2 separate regions of the Zea mays genome follow, and region 1 is linked to region 2. The links are chromatin contacts, called in public Hi-C maps. All regions are on one chromosome and are shown on one strand. Each heading gives the region's core, a stretch centred on a gene start, on an enhancer-like site or on the middle of the called end of the contact. The rest is flanking DNA. Distances are from core to core; before and after follow the strand shown. Region 1 holds the start of LOC103651417. Region 2 holds the start of LOC103651416 (DUF538 family protein).

The links. A called contact is a pair of places that touch in the nucleus more often than the background predicts.
Region 1: a contact with region 2 is called in a Hi-C map of tassel, with 2.2 times the contacts expected there. The contact joins the promoter of LOC103651417 here to the promoter of LOC103651416 in region 2. A contact is called at or near these places in 7 of 25 Hi-C or Micro-C datasets (ear, leaf, root tip and 1 more).

Annotation. Positions count from the first base shown.
Region 1 is chr3:219,360,844-219,367,230 of Zm-B73-REFERENCE-NAM-5.0, forward strand. LOC103651417 reads left to right here and starts at 3,013. Exons shown (of 5, transcript NM_001150673.2): 1 at 3,013-3,432; 2 at 3,591-3,765; 3 at 5,782-5,954; 4 at 6,040-6,198; 5 at 6,298-6,387. The coding sequence starts at 3,056.
Region 2 is chr3:219,209,457-219,216,458 of Zm-B73-REFERENCE-NAM-5.0, forward strand. LOC103651416 (DUF538 family protein) reads right to left here and starts at 1,400. Exons shown (of 1, transcript XM_008677049.3): 1 at 679-1,400. The coding sequence starts at 1,317. The coding sequence ends at 907. LOC100193695 (ketol-acid reductoisomerase) reads right to left here and starts at 5,525. Exons shown (of 10, transcript NM_001138787.1): 1 at 5,230-5,525; 2 at 5,025-5,117; 3 at 4,244-4,309; 4 at 3,910-4,050; 5 at 3,499-3,726; 6 at 3,222-3,339; 7 at 3,000-3,139; 8 at 2,758-2,925; 9 at 2,501-2,656; 10 at 1,871-2,412. The coding sequence starts at 5,493. The coding sequence ends at 2,047.

The DNA.
Region 1 (6,387 bases), core at 1,763-4,262, 150 kb after region 2:
CTCCGCCCTGGCCTCGGCCGAACGACTTCCGCCTCGCCCGACCCCTTGGCTCGGGCTCGGCCACGGCAACAAAAGGCAAACTCAACCTTGGCTTCGGAGGAACCCCCACGTCGCCCTGCCTAGGGCATAGACCGCCACGCCAACAAGAGGCGCCATCATCATCCTACCCCGAATCGACTCGGGTCACGGAGAACAAGACCGGCGTCCCATCCGGCCAGCTCCGCCGGAGGGGCAATGATGGCGCTCCGCAAGCTCTGTGACGACGGCGGCCCCCGGCTCTCTTACGGAAGCAGGACAACGTCAGCAGGGACTCGACCGCTCCAACAGCTGTCCCTCCATCAGGCTCCGCCGCACCTCCGACAGCCACGACATCACGCCAGCAGGGTGCCCAGATCTCTCCGGCTGCCACATTGGCATGTACCTAGGGCGCTAGCTCTCCCTCCGCTAGACACGTAGCACTCTGCTACATCCCCATTGTACACCTGGATCCTCTCCTTACGACTATAAAAGGAAGGACCAGGGCCTTCTCAGAGGAGGTTGGCCGCGCGGGACCGAGGACGGGACAGGCGCTCTCTTGGGGCCGCTCGCTTCCCTCACCCGCGTGGACGCTTGTAACCCCCCTACTGCAAGCGCACCTGACCTGGGCGCGGGACGAACACGAAGGCCGCGGGACTTACACCTCTCTCACGCTCGACTCCGGCCACCTCGCCTCTCCCCCCTTCGCGCTCGCCCACGCGCTCGACCCATCTGGGCTGGGGCACGCAGCACACTCACTCGTCGGCTTAGGGACCCCCCTGTCTCGAAACGCCGACACTCCCCTCCCGCGTGGACGCTTGTAACCCCCTACTGCAAGCGCACCCGACCTGGGCGCGGGACAAACACGAAGGCCGCGGGATTTCCACCTCTCACTCTCTCCGTCTGCCTTTTCCCCCCTTCGCGCTCCGTCTCGCGCTGACCCATCTGGGCTGGGGCATGCGGCGACATTTCACTCGTCGGCCCAGGGACCCCCCGGTCTCGAAACGCCGACAAGGTCAGAGACAGTCTGCGATGCCAGTTCGCACAAACTGTCTGGTGTGCCACCGGACTGTCCGGTGCACCAAAAAGATAGACGACTTCAACGGTCAACAGCTCCAAACTCCAACGGTCGGCTGACGTGACACTCACCGAACAGTGAACAGTGGAGTGTCCGGTGCATCACCGGACTGTCCGGTGTGCCCATCGACAGAGAATTGAGACAACGACTAGAATAGTGATTGAGGTTATAAATACCTCCAACCACCACCATTCAAGCAATCCAAGCTTCCCACTCTCTACATTCAATACAAGAGCAAATAATACACTCCAAAGACAAATTCAAAGCCTCCAATCCTCTCCAAATGCCAAAATCAAGTCAAGTGATCTAAAATGTTTAGTGACTTGAGAGAGGGTGATTTGTGTTTCAATTGTTGCTTTCTTCATCTATCTCTAAACTCTCTAGTGTTTTGTAAAGCTTGTAAGAGACACATAATTGTGTGGTGATCCTTGCGGGGTCTTAGTGACCCGTGAGATTGAGAAGAAGCACTCAACCGGTCTAAGTGACCGATTGAGACAGGGAAAGAGTTGAAATAGACCCGGCCTTTGTGGTCTCCTCAACGGGAGTAGGTTCTTTGGAACCGAACCTCGTGAAACAAATCGCCGTGTCCATTTGTGTTGATCTTCACCGTTCGATTTGTTTCTTCCATCTCCCCTCTCACTAAAAGTTCTCTTGCTCACGTTGTTTTTGAGTTGGCTCCCAAAGTTATCCGCATTGATTGAGCAAATCACATCAAGAATAACTATCTTCCGTACTCCGAATTCACTATTATTTATTTCTAACCCTAACCCCGGGTGAAGTGCGTGCTCAAAGTTTATAATTTTCAGTTTTCGTCTATTCATCTCCCATCTAGTCGATTTTCAACGACAATGAGAAGGAGAAAGCACTCGTAGTGGTTGCATGAAATCCGGAACGCTCATAGTGGTTGCATGGGGATCCGGAACACGCTGGTTGATGGGGCAAGGTCGATGTTCTATATGATGGTACGAAATAATCTGGGTGAGGACAGAGACCAGAAAAGAGATGGGAGCATAGGAGTTGGAAAAATCGGTCCAGTGTCCCTAGACAAACATGTGGTTCCACCCCTAATGAGTATAAGTGTATAACTCCGCTTGCTATGCTCATAGAGCAGGATAAGTGATCCATAGATCCACAAAGCTGGTGCGGGCGCAACATCGAAGGGTTTGATTCAGCTAACTAAAGTTTAATGTTTGAATATTAATTATGAGTATTATATAAAGATTTAATAAAGGGCATGCACTCCAACTTGGAAGTGTATACAGCGTCACATCCGATGTACTAACGAGTGAAGCATAGAAATATGGAAACCAAATGTATATTCGCAATGCCGCAATCACGGAGTGAGGCCGGAGGAGATATGCAGATGCATGTACATGTACCTGAAGCACTCATGTACATACTACATTGGTCAATGAACCACCAGGAGTCCAGCGTATGCTCGTCGTATGCAAGAGGTCAGACTAGGCGGATACAAAATGACAGCAGTCCGTGGGAGTTCTTTCAAGGGCGGTGCCGATGTACGAGCCTGGTAGTGGCGGTAACAGGGTGACGCCGCGGGCCGTGGCGTGGACTACTACCTCTGTATTGCCGGCGACCGCTGCCTCTGACCTTGCCGCTGCCGATACAGAGTCGTCACATCGCCGCATCTGTCAGCCTCTGCCACCTCAGCCTCAGCAGGGAAAACCTTCCCGGCGGATTCCCATGGCGCAGCCGCTCAGGCCCCAGCGGCCAGCGACCGGCCGAGAATCTAACCGGAGATAATCCGGCCGGCCAGGGCCAGGGCCAGCCCAGGGAAAAAGCTGAGAGAGAGAGCCAGAGAGGCCAGGATAAAAGGCGCAAAACCCGTCGCTCTCTGCTTACTATTATAAAAAGTCGGGCGCGCCGGCCTCATCTGACCCGTCCGTGTCCGTGTCCGTCCCCGCAAGGCCCAGCTCCTCGCTGCTCACTCCACAGCGCCGCGCAATGGCGGCCAAGCAGCGGCACCGGCAGCTGCCACTCCTGCCCCTCCTCGCCGCGGCCGTCGCGTGGTCGCTACTGCGCGCCGCCGCCGCCGCGGGCACGGGCACTGGCACGCTCGGCCTCCGGCACAAGCCCGCGAGGCAGCACAACAGCACGCGGCACGGGGGAGGGCGGCGCGCCCAGCGTGGTGGCGCTCCCGGCACTGGCATGGCGTCGTGCAACCTGTTCCAGGGCAGCTGGGTGTACGACGACACGCTGCCGATGTACGACGCGGCGGGGTGCCCCTTCGTGGAGCCGGAGTTCGACTGCCAGAAGTATGGCCGGCCCGACAAGCTGTACCTCAAGTACCGGTGGCGCCCGGCGTCCTGCGAGCTCCCGAGGTACGTACGCGTGCTCGCCTCCATCGATCGAATCGAATCGAATCTCGGCGCGCCAGCAGGAGCCAAGCGCCCAGGCCGCGCCGCGCGGCTGTGCAGTGCAGGCTGTGCTCCTGGAGCTAATAACGGCGCGCCCGCCGTCGTTGCTGCCAACACGCCAGGTTCAACGGGCAGGACTTGCTGAGGCGGTGGAAGGGGAAGAAGATACTGTTCGTGGGGGACTCCATCAGCCTGAACCAGTGGGAGTCGCTTGCGTGCATGCTGCGCGCGGCCGCGCCGGCGTCCTCCAGGGTCGCCTACGCCAGGGGCAACCCCGTCTCCAGCGTCACGTTCCAGGTGCGTACGCGCCGCTACCCTGCCGCGCCCGTGCCCCTGCATGTGCTATGCTAGTACCAGTGTACCACTCCTTTCGGTTTTAGTGAGAGTAGCACGGCGCAACGTTCTGGCGAAAAATAGGGTCGTCAAACTAGGCCTTAAGCATCTAATTAACCAAAGATTGGAAATAGACAGTATAATCTTTCGAAAAGGTTTGTGCCTGTGCCCGTGCTGGGCTTTTGGGAGTTCCGGCCGCAGGCCTTGGGGCACTAGGGGTGGAACGGCGCGTTTGTCTGCCGCAGATGGAGGCGGGGCAGTGTAGTGTAGTGTAGCGCACCAGCGCCAAATCGCACCGCCCATTTGCTCATGTGGTGGTGGCAGAGGAGGAATTCGCTCGTGGGTGGTCCGTGACGGGGGAAGGGACACAAAAAGGCGTTCCATGGTTCGCTTTTGGCGTTTTGCTACGGATACAGGTCTCCTTGCTCATCGGTCTTACTACCCGTGAACCGTGATACGCTGACAGGGGGTCAAAACTGTTGGACCCTCTCGTCCTGTGTCCACCAGATGCGACGCGATGCGATCCCTCTTTTATAAATTTCTTCTGTTATTGTAATCAGACTGCCAGCGTCTATGAAAGCATGCCATTAGGCAGTTGATGGTAGCGTCTAGGAACCTACTGGTCTTCCAAAATCGGAAGCACTTCTGCCAAGTGATGAAATACGGACTGTGAGCGTGATTTTGTGGATGGACCTACGTGAACTCGTGCTTGTAAAGATGGGATGTGCAACGGTGACTTTCGTAGAAGCAGGCAGGTAGGCATTATAGGCCGTGGTGGTACCGGACGGTATTCACGCGTGCCATGTACTGTGCCGCCTGTTTAGGCTGCTCCCTTTATCTCTCTCTCTCACACATATTTTGGTTTCCCAAAAAGTTAAATACTATTAGCTTTAACTAAATATGTACAGGAGAATATTGTTCTTTAGAATACATAACCAGTGTCATTAGAAAAACCGTTGAATATATTCTTATATTAAACTTATATATAATATCTAATATTGTCTGTGAAGTGTGAACCTGGTAAAGTTTGACCACCACGAATTAAACAATGGAACACTTTTCATGGAACGGAGGGGGGGGGGGGGGGGGGGGGGGGGGGGGTTACGATACAAAGCTGAGCAGACACGAGCTTTGTTTTCAAAAGAGGCGCAAAGTGGCAAGTGGCATAAAAAGCCAAAACGAAGTGAAATTAGACGGTAAAATAGGTCACAGATCCTTCCCCCCATACTGATACTGAGTGCTCATGTTGGTCTATCTGAACCGTTAGATCTAGCGGGTGTTGCACTGGAATAGAAACGCCACGCAAGACAACCTGGCCAACCGCACTCGTCTGTGTCTGGTGGGGCCTGCTCCTTGCACCAGGCCGTCGTCAATTTAGCATTTCAGATGACCCGGACAGCTGAACCACTGCTTCATGTGGAGTACTAGTAGGGTGCAGTGCAGTGCAGTCGTTGTCCCAGCAATAATCCCACCTCACTCAAATGCACATTGCTATCATGCATGGCTGTTGCCAACGACAGCTCACATGCGTTGCGATGCGATGCGATGCAACTGGATGCGGGGCGACTGACTGTTGGTAACCAAGGTCATCGATCGACATGAGTTCAGCTATCACTGCCGTGAATCCTAGGACGCAACGCAGACAAGCAGAGATATTTGTCGCCGACGACTAACCAGGTTATGGCCGCGTCCACTGCATACACGTACAGGAGGCGCCGACGCCTTTGGACCTTTGTGCGTGGTGTGCCTATTGGTACGGTACGGCGCGGCCATGTACCACGTGCATAGCAGGCGTAACACGCAATGCATTGTCGAGGAGATCGATCGACATTTAATACCGCTGCTCTGGTTTTTGGTGGTACTCGGATACGGATGAGGCGCGGCGCACGGGCACGGCGGCCAGAGTTTGTTGCCGGTCGCGCGCCGCGGGGCCGCACCGCACGCCAGCTAATTAACGTGCGCCTGTCGATCTGGTGGCAGGACTACGGGGTGTCGGTGGCCTACTACCGGAGCACCTACCTGGTGGACATCGTCGAGGAGTCCGTCGGCCGGGTGCTCAAGCTCGACTCCATCACCGGCGACGCGTGGCTCGGCGCCGACGTCCTCGTCTTCAACACGTGGCACTGGTGGACGCACACCGGCAGGGACCAACCGTGCGTCCACGACACCCAACCACCACTTCTTTTTTGCATTTGGTTTTTTTTTTGTTTCATACCGATGCCGATGCCGTGCACCCAGGTGGGACTACGTCCAAGACGGAGGGCAGGTGATGAAGGACATGGACCGGCTCACGGCCTTCTCCAAGGGGATGTCCACATGGGCCAGGTGGGTCGACTCCAGCGTCGACACCTCCAGGACCAAGGTCTACTTCCAGGGCATCTCGCCGACCCACTACAAGTAAGCATACCCACCAAAGCCCACAACATCCGAAGGCCCAACCAACATCCAGCTTAAATAAAAAACGACGCGGACGCGTTTTGTTTGTCTCCTTTGCAGCGGAGCCGACTGGGGCGAGGGCTCGCGGAGCTGCGCGCAGCAGACGCAGCCGGTCCCCGGGCCGGCGTACCCCGCCGGCCCCGTCCCGGC
Region 2 (7,002 bases), core at 150-2,649:
GGAACGATGATTCTCACGCGGGAACGGTAAAAAGAAGGGATTGAGAGGACATGCGCCTGCGGAAATTTCTGCATCGAAGGAATTTTTTTCGCGTGCGGAAAGATGTGATCAGTTAATAGAGTTATGTTGGACGGCTGTTTTTTAAATTTTTACCTAAATTAAGGATTGAGATATGTTGAAGATGCTCTAGGGTAGTCCTGGAATAAAGTACATCATCCATAGAAAGACGCTGATTTAATGATTAATACGTTGAACTAATTAGATTAGTAAACATTCGTGCAAGTAAAGCGGTGGATGGGAAAAAAATTTGCTGCAGACCGGCTGTAAATCAGGCTGTTTGTAGCCTCTCATAAAAATGAGTATAGACCCCACCCGTAGACCAATAATATAACTAAAACTTTATCTGATGGACCTGTAGGTGGGGTCTATACTTATTTTTGTGATGGACTGCCGATCCAAGCTCCGCCGCTCATAGGGCCTAATAGCGTTGGAACAAAAGTTGGCATGGGCCTATGATGAAACGCGGAACAAAAGTTTCCCAGGCCGGGAGCCACATCGCCGGTGTCCGGCCCACGTGCATGAACGCGCGAACCCTACAAGATGCGGGAGCTTGCCGGAACGCGCGGCTGAACGCGAAACATGTACCGGGAGGATACAGTACGTGTTGGCACTCTCGACTATTGCGCAGCTGTAAGGCTGGAGTAGTAGTTCATCCTTATAATTATAACCAGATGGCGAAACCGTACAAATCCATATCGCGTCGTGGACTCGCGGTGCTATTTTATGGTTTAGCATCACGTAGGTGCCCTTTTATGCATGATGCGGCAAATCATCAAGCAACGAGGTGGGGTAACATAAACAAGCAAAGCAAAGCGAGCTTCCCACACAGCGTGCGCGCGCGCGCGGCTACTGTCCCGCGGCGAACGCCTCGACCGGGAAGGTCTTGGTGACGCCGGCGAGGCTCTTGAAGTGGATCTTGCCCGTGGGCGGGTCGTCGACGGTGATCTCGTTGACGGGCGGCCACAGCATGAGCTCCTTGGCCTTGACGCCCTTGAGCTTCTTGATGCGCCTGGCGCTGACGTACCCTGTGACCTCCACGTCGTAGCTCACCTGCTTGCCCACCAGCTTGAACTGGTGCTCCACCTTCTTCCGCTGCGCGATCCACATGTACCCGGTGGCGCGCACGAACCCGACCTCGATCACGTCCGCCAGGGGCAGCAGGCCCAGCGGCAGCCCGAACTCCTCCAGCAGCGACACCGCCATCTTCAGGCCCTCCTCGTGCCCCTTCTTCACCACGCCGCCCGCCCTCTCGGCCATATGCCCGCTTTGCTTAGCTAGCTGATCGACCTGCTCGTTCAATTACCTGTGCTGATCGATCGACGCTGTGCTTTGCGTCTGGCTGTCGGGAGTTTCTCTTATTTATATAAGGGGAGGGGGGGTGGACCAAGAAACGCCAAGCGAACGAGTGCTGACAGGCCTCGAATTAATCGTTGGGGGTTTTAGAAGTTTGCGATGCGGATGTTCGAGTTCGACGGCGGAATGACCGAGCGATGCTACTTGTTGGTAGTGTTGTCTGCTTGTCAGCTTGGCGCAGGGTTTGCAGCATTGCCTAGTCCGATTGCCCGGCAAATGCCGCCGGTGCGATGCTCTATGCTTGTCCCTCTCTCAACAAGACGGTTCAGGCTTCTCCTGTCAATCAGAAGAACTGCAAACGTTGAGAGAATGTCACAGCTACTCGTGGAGATTGTTCCTTTTTTAGTCCACGTGGACCTTTCTTCTATCAGGGAATCAAGTTAGGCATGAACTAGCAAATCGAAGTCGAAATGGTGAACAAAATTAGCTTCAGGTGTACAATTGGACACCAGGGAATGATCAACAGAAATTTATTTTTATTCTTGCAAATCACAACAGTACCACACCGCCAAGAGTTTACTTTTCTGGTCCTCAAGCACGAGCAATACAGGCACAATCTAAGAGTTCAAAAGCCCAGGCATATTAAGTTCTTACAAACTAGCCATTGCAGTCACACTGCGGATCCATACAAGCTTATGAAGACTGTCGAAGCTCTGGACGCACGAAATCAGCATCAGCGGTCACTGAGATGTCAACAGTGGGCCTCAGCTGAGCGCAGACTTCGATGGCACCGTGGACAGGGTCAGACATGAAGTTGCTGATGAGGTCTTGGTTGATCGGTGCTTTCTTGTCAACAGTCACAAACGCCTGTTGGGTCAAGATGTAATCGAAGCGTGGTGCCCACTTCCTAGATCCCAAACGAGCAGTTGTGGAGCAGTTATCGACCATGAAGGCCACACCGCGAGCATGCATGAACGGGTTCAACGAGTCCACGGACTCGATCAGGCTCTCATTAATTATCTCTGAGTAAGAGTGGCCCTTCTTCCTAAGGACCTCAATCTACAATGATTCAAACAAAAGACTGTTAAACATTTCACTAACCGGCGTGTAATGAGACGCTATTACCCTTCTGGATATGGGATCGAACCTGAGCCATCATTAGTGCAACATACACTCCAGCAGTGAAGGGATGCAGTGGGCCAAGATCACCTTGTGGCCTGGTTGAACGGACCCTTTCACCCACCTTCCACATACGTGTTTGATCAATTTTTCCCATAGGGAAAGCAGGGAGCCCTTCCTTCTCCTGTTAAGAGAAAGGAAAATGCATGTAATCATTTCGTTTTGTTTCATTGGAGATCCACAAATAGAATATGATTTAGCATTTTAGTAGACGGGAAAGCATACATAAAATCTCCTCCCAGCCAACACCACACTTCTAATCTCACTTCCAGAAGAGACGTCTTCATAGCACTCATACAATATGTCCATGCATGGGTAATATGCTGCACTATAGGCCTCAATAAACTGCTTCTTTCCTTCTTCAGTCAAGGAGTTATACACTTCAAGCATACCCTGGTACCATGGAAATACATGCGATGAGTAAAGCCAAAATGAAACAATCAAAAGATACAAAAAGCTTTGTGTACCTTCTTTGAAATAGTTTTCGATATAATTCCAGTGATGCTCTCTACAGTATTCTTATATGCTGAGTCCTCGTCCATTCCTTGTTCTGTGTATCTCCTGAAAAGAGCCTCCACCATGCCATGGACAGCACCAAGCAAAATACCTGCATAATAAATAACCAAATACAGATTCAAACTTCAAAGTGCAAAACTTTATTTCATTAGACAGAAAAAGTCACCACTCACCTCGCTCGCCAAAAATGTCACTCCGGTACTCCTGCTCTAGAGTAGTAGCAAATGTGAAAGGAGAACCTAAAGCTACTGACCACCCTAGAGCTACATCTGTTGCCCTTCCATCAACATCCTATAAAATGCAAAGAACAACACAAGAATGTCAATAGAGATTCAAAAATATACACTTGAAGGAAGAACCACACAAAACAAGCATGTGTAACATATGTAATATACCTGGTGAAGGTAAACAAGTAATAAACTATTCAGACAATACTCATATGTAACACACCTGGTGAACAGCAAAGCTAGCATTGATACCAGCACCATTGATCTCTTTGCCCTGAACATAAAGTCTTCTGACTGATGGGCCCATTCCCTTGGGGCATACAGCAATCACACTGATGCTTTTAGGGAAATCAAAACCCAGAGATTGCAAATGTCCAAGGAGAAATCCATGTGACAAACCAAGAATACTGTTTGGTTTCATGTGCGAGAAAATTTTCTCGTAGTTATCAGCCTGTACAGAGTATTGAAGTACCGTAAATGTCATCAAAATTTAAACAGACAAGAGTGTGACCAACTAGAATCAGTCTCACTTCAAAGCAACACAATCAAATCAATAATAGTTGAAAACACAAAGTGGACACCAGGGAATGATCAACAGAAAGGTGCAAAGCTTATGATCAATGAAAAAGCAAACCTGAGCAGAATCAGATATCAGTAGCAAAACAAGATCACTGTTTGATACAGTCTCCCATATATCACCCAGCGTCCCACTCTCTTCGGTGAATCCTGCTGCTCGGGCTTCTTCAAAAGATTTAGAACCTTTCCGGAGACCAATCTGAAACCAAAACAACAGAATCAGAGATGCAAATGTTGCTTATTGCTTAAGTAATATCGAGTCAACAAGAAACCAAGGAAAATATGATGGCCCATTGAAGTAATGATTTAGAGCTACCATCTGTTAGAATTTTTGAGTTATACCTATCAGGGCTAAGATATGCTGTACTAGCAGAATACAAAGAAAACCTAACCTTAACAACAATATCTGACTTTGCCTCAACAAGTGAGTCTCTCAAGTTCTGAGCTTGCGCAGGACCCTGCAAAATTAATAATGACTATGTCACTGCATGCACATGGTTTTCATCAATGTGCAGAGGCCTCGAATCTTCTACACAATTTATAGAAAAAGAAAAAGAAAAGATCGTGTCCAAAAGTAGATGGGAAAAATATCAATGGTAACAAACTAACAACTATAACTTAAAGTCTTAAACAATTAATTAACAAGAAAATACAGATTGGTACATTTACATCTAGTCTAGATAATTCTATAGATACTGCCATTAGGGAAGGCATTCACTGCATCCAACACCAACAAACATAGCAACGTCAATATCAATGCCTACTAAACCAAACTATACCTAATAATCATATATAGTAACAGTAGCACAGCAACACTCAAGTCAATAGCAGGGACCAAGCCAGACCATGCGCGCTGTATTGTTCGATATTAGTTTCAATCGATTAATAATAGCATACAACGTTTTTATTCTTTTGCCCACAGTGAACACTCAAGGTCACCATCAAGCAAATTGGGCCTACCATATTCATCCGACCGAGCAAAAATGTTAATAGCCATATAATCTAAATCTAAACCTGTAGTTCCCAAAGAGTACACGATCATTTGGGTACTTACAAAGAATTTTATCTATGCTCAGATATAATAACGCTAAACATTTGACAGAAGTAAACGACGGTAGTGACACAAACAAGAACAATTCCGTCAGACAAAATAGAGTTTGCCGGCCTTTTAACCTGCGAGCCCCAGCCGATTACACCGATCTGTTTGATTCCCTTGAAGGCCTCCGGTAACAGCGGGAACAGATCCCTCCCACCCCTCACAATATACTGCAACACAAACAAGAAAAATCAGCAGCGTGTGTGGGTTCGCAAAAACTAATCAACGAAGGAGCACGCCAGCACGGAAGGCAATAGCATGGTCTAAGCCTGTAAATCGTACCTCCTCATGGCCGGCCAGGGACACCTTTTCCTTCTTGAAGACGGAGGTCTCGAAGTCGAGCGACGGCATGGCGGTGCCGATGACCGACGGCGACGAGACCTTCGCAGCCACGGCGCGGCGGCGGTCCGCGGAGGCGGCGACGAGGCATGGGTGCTGCGTGGCGGGGAAGGAGACGGAGGTGGCGGCTGTGGCTACGGAGGGGGCGGGGTTTAGGGTTTTGCGGCCGATGGCGAGGTAGGTGGAAGAGGAAGTCGCCGCCGCCATTTCAGAGGAGCAGAGGCTAGTGAAGAGTGAGGTGGCTGGAAAGAGAGGATTTCCGGAGATGCGTCCGTGAGCTCTTTATGTGTGGGATTGACGGATTGTAGGGCAGAAAAGTTGGCGACAGTAGGACAGTCACATACTCACATCGCTATGGCTACCGACAGATATATAAATACAACGGCCTCAAATTTGGAAACTCAAATACTCTTCTAAATTAGAGGTGATTAAAGGCGAAATTAGTTTATTTCTCCCTAAATTCTCTTCAATCCTAAAGGAGTTCCAAACTAGACCAAAAATTGATCTTCACTTCGGTAGAAAAAAGAATGAGCGAGTGTTTGGATAGCCCTAAGAGCAACTCCAACAGTTTAGGTAAATTGTTAGATTTGGTAAGGGAAAAAAACCAGTTCAAGACACATCCAACATATTTACTATCTATCTTTCATCTCCATCTTGATCGGTATCTCTCTCCCTCGCAAGGCATATTTGTCAAGGACGTACGACTCGGCATCTCCCTCCATCACACCATGTAGCCCTCCCACGCGTGGTGTAAGTTTCCCTTTCCCACGCTTTTTCCCGCTCCCGCGCCGTCAGCACCATCGTGACTTACATGTGCCCTCCCGCTGTCCCACCCTCTCATAGTCGTCGTCGCAAGCATCCCGCGTTGCCACTATCTTCTAGCGTCGTCGCAACCATCCCGCGTCGTCGCTGTCTTCCCGCATCATCGCAACCATCCCGCCCCGCCATGTATAGACCTCCAACATCACAACTTTATACTAGTTTAAAGTTCGGGAATCCAATTTTTTGTTTACCAAAAACTTATGTGTTTCATATTGCTTTATCTGTTTTGTACGATTTCTGCTTTCTCTACTTTCTCCTTTGACACACGGTGGATGAAGAATTGTCAATGCTATCTCTGCTTTCTGCTTTGACGGATGGTGGATGAAGAGCTCTCAATGCTATCTCTACTCTCTGATTTATCTGTTTATGAGTTTTAGTTTAGCATACTTGCTTCTTGCTTTCTACCAGGTTACTTAGTTTTGATAGAGGATGTGTATGAACTAACATGGACAGATGTTGCCATGTGTACTGCAGAGTATGTTGTGTCATGAGGGATCCATTTTTTTGTGCTTGTACACATCTTCATTATTTTTTCACTGCTGGCATTTGCTGCAGATGTTGATTGAGGGCCCCTGCTTACATGAAACTGACATGTATACAATGCAGGCAAGTCAGGGCGGCAGCGGGGACTGGGCCTTGGCCTCAAGTGGCGATCTGATGGCAACAATGCATGTGTTGAAATATAATATAAGTAAATTATCCATGTCTTCCTATGAGCTTAATTTTTTGGGTTTGATTGATTGATGCATGCAGTTTAATATGGTACCAAAGTCAGAGGTCACAAGTTCGAATCTTGGTTAGCATTATTAAAATAAAATAATTGTTGTCTGCTCCTATTCCACGTCTGAGACCCAGGAGAGGTTCGACGTGATAGGTATATAAATAAATTGTTCA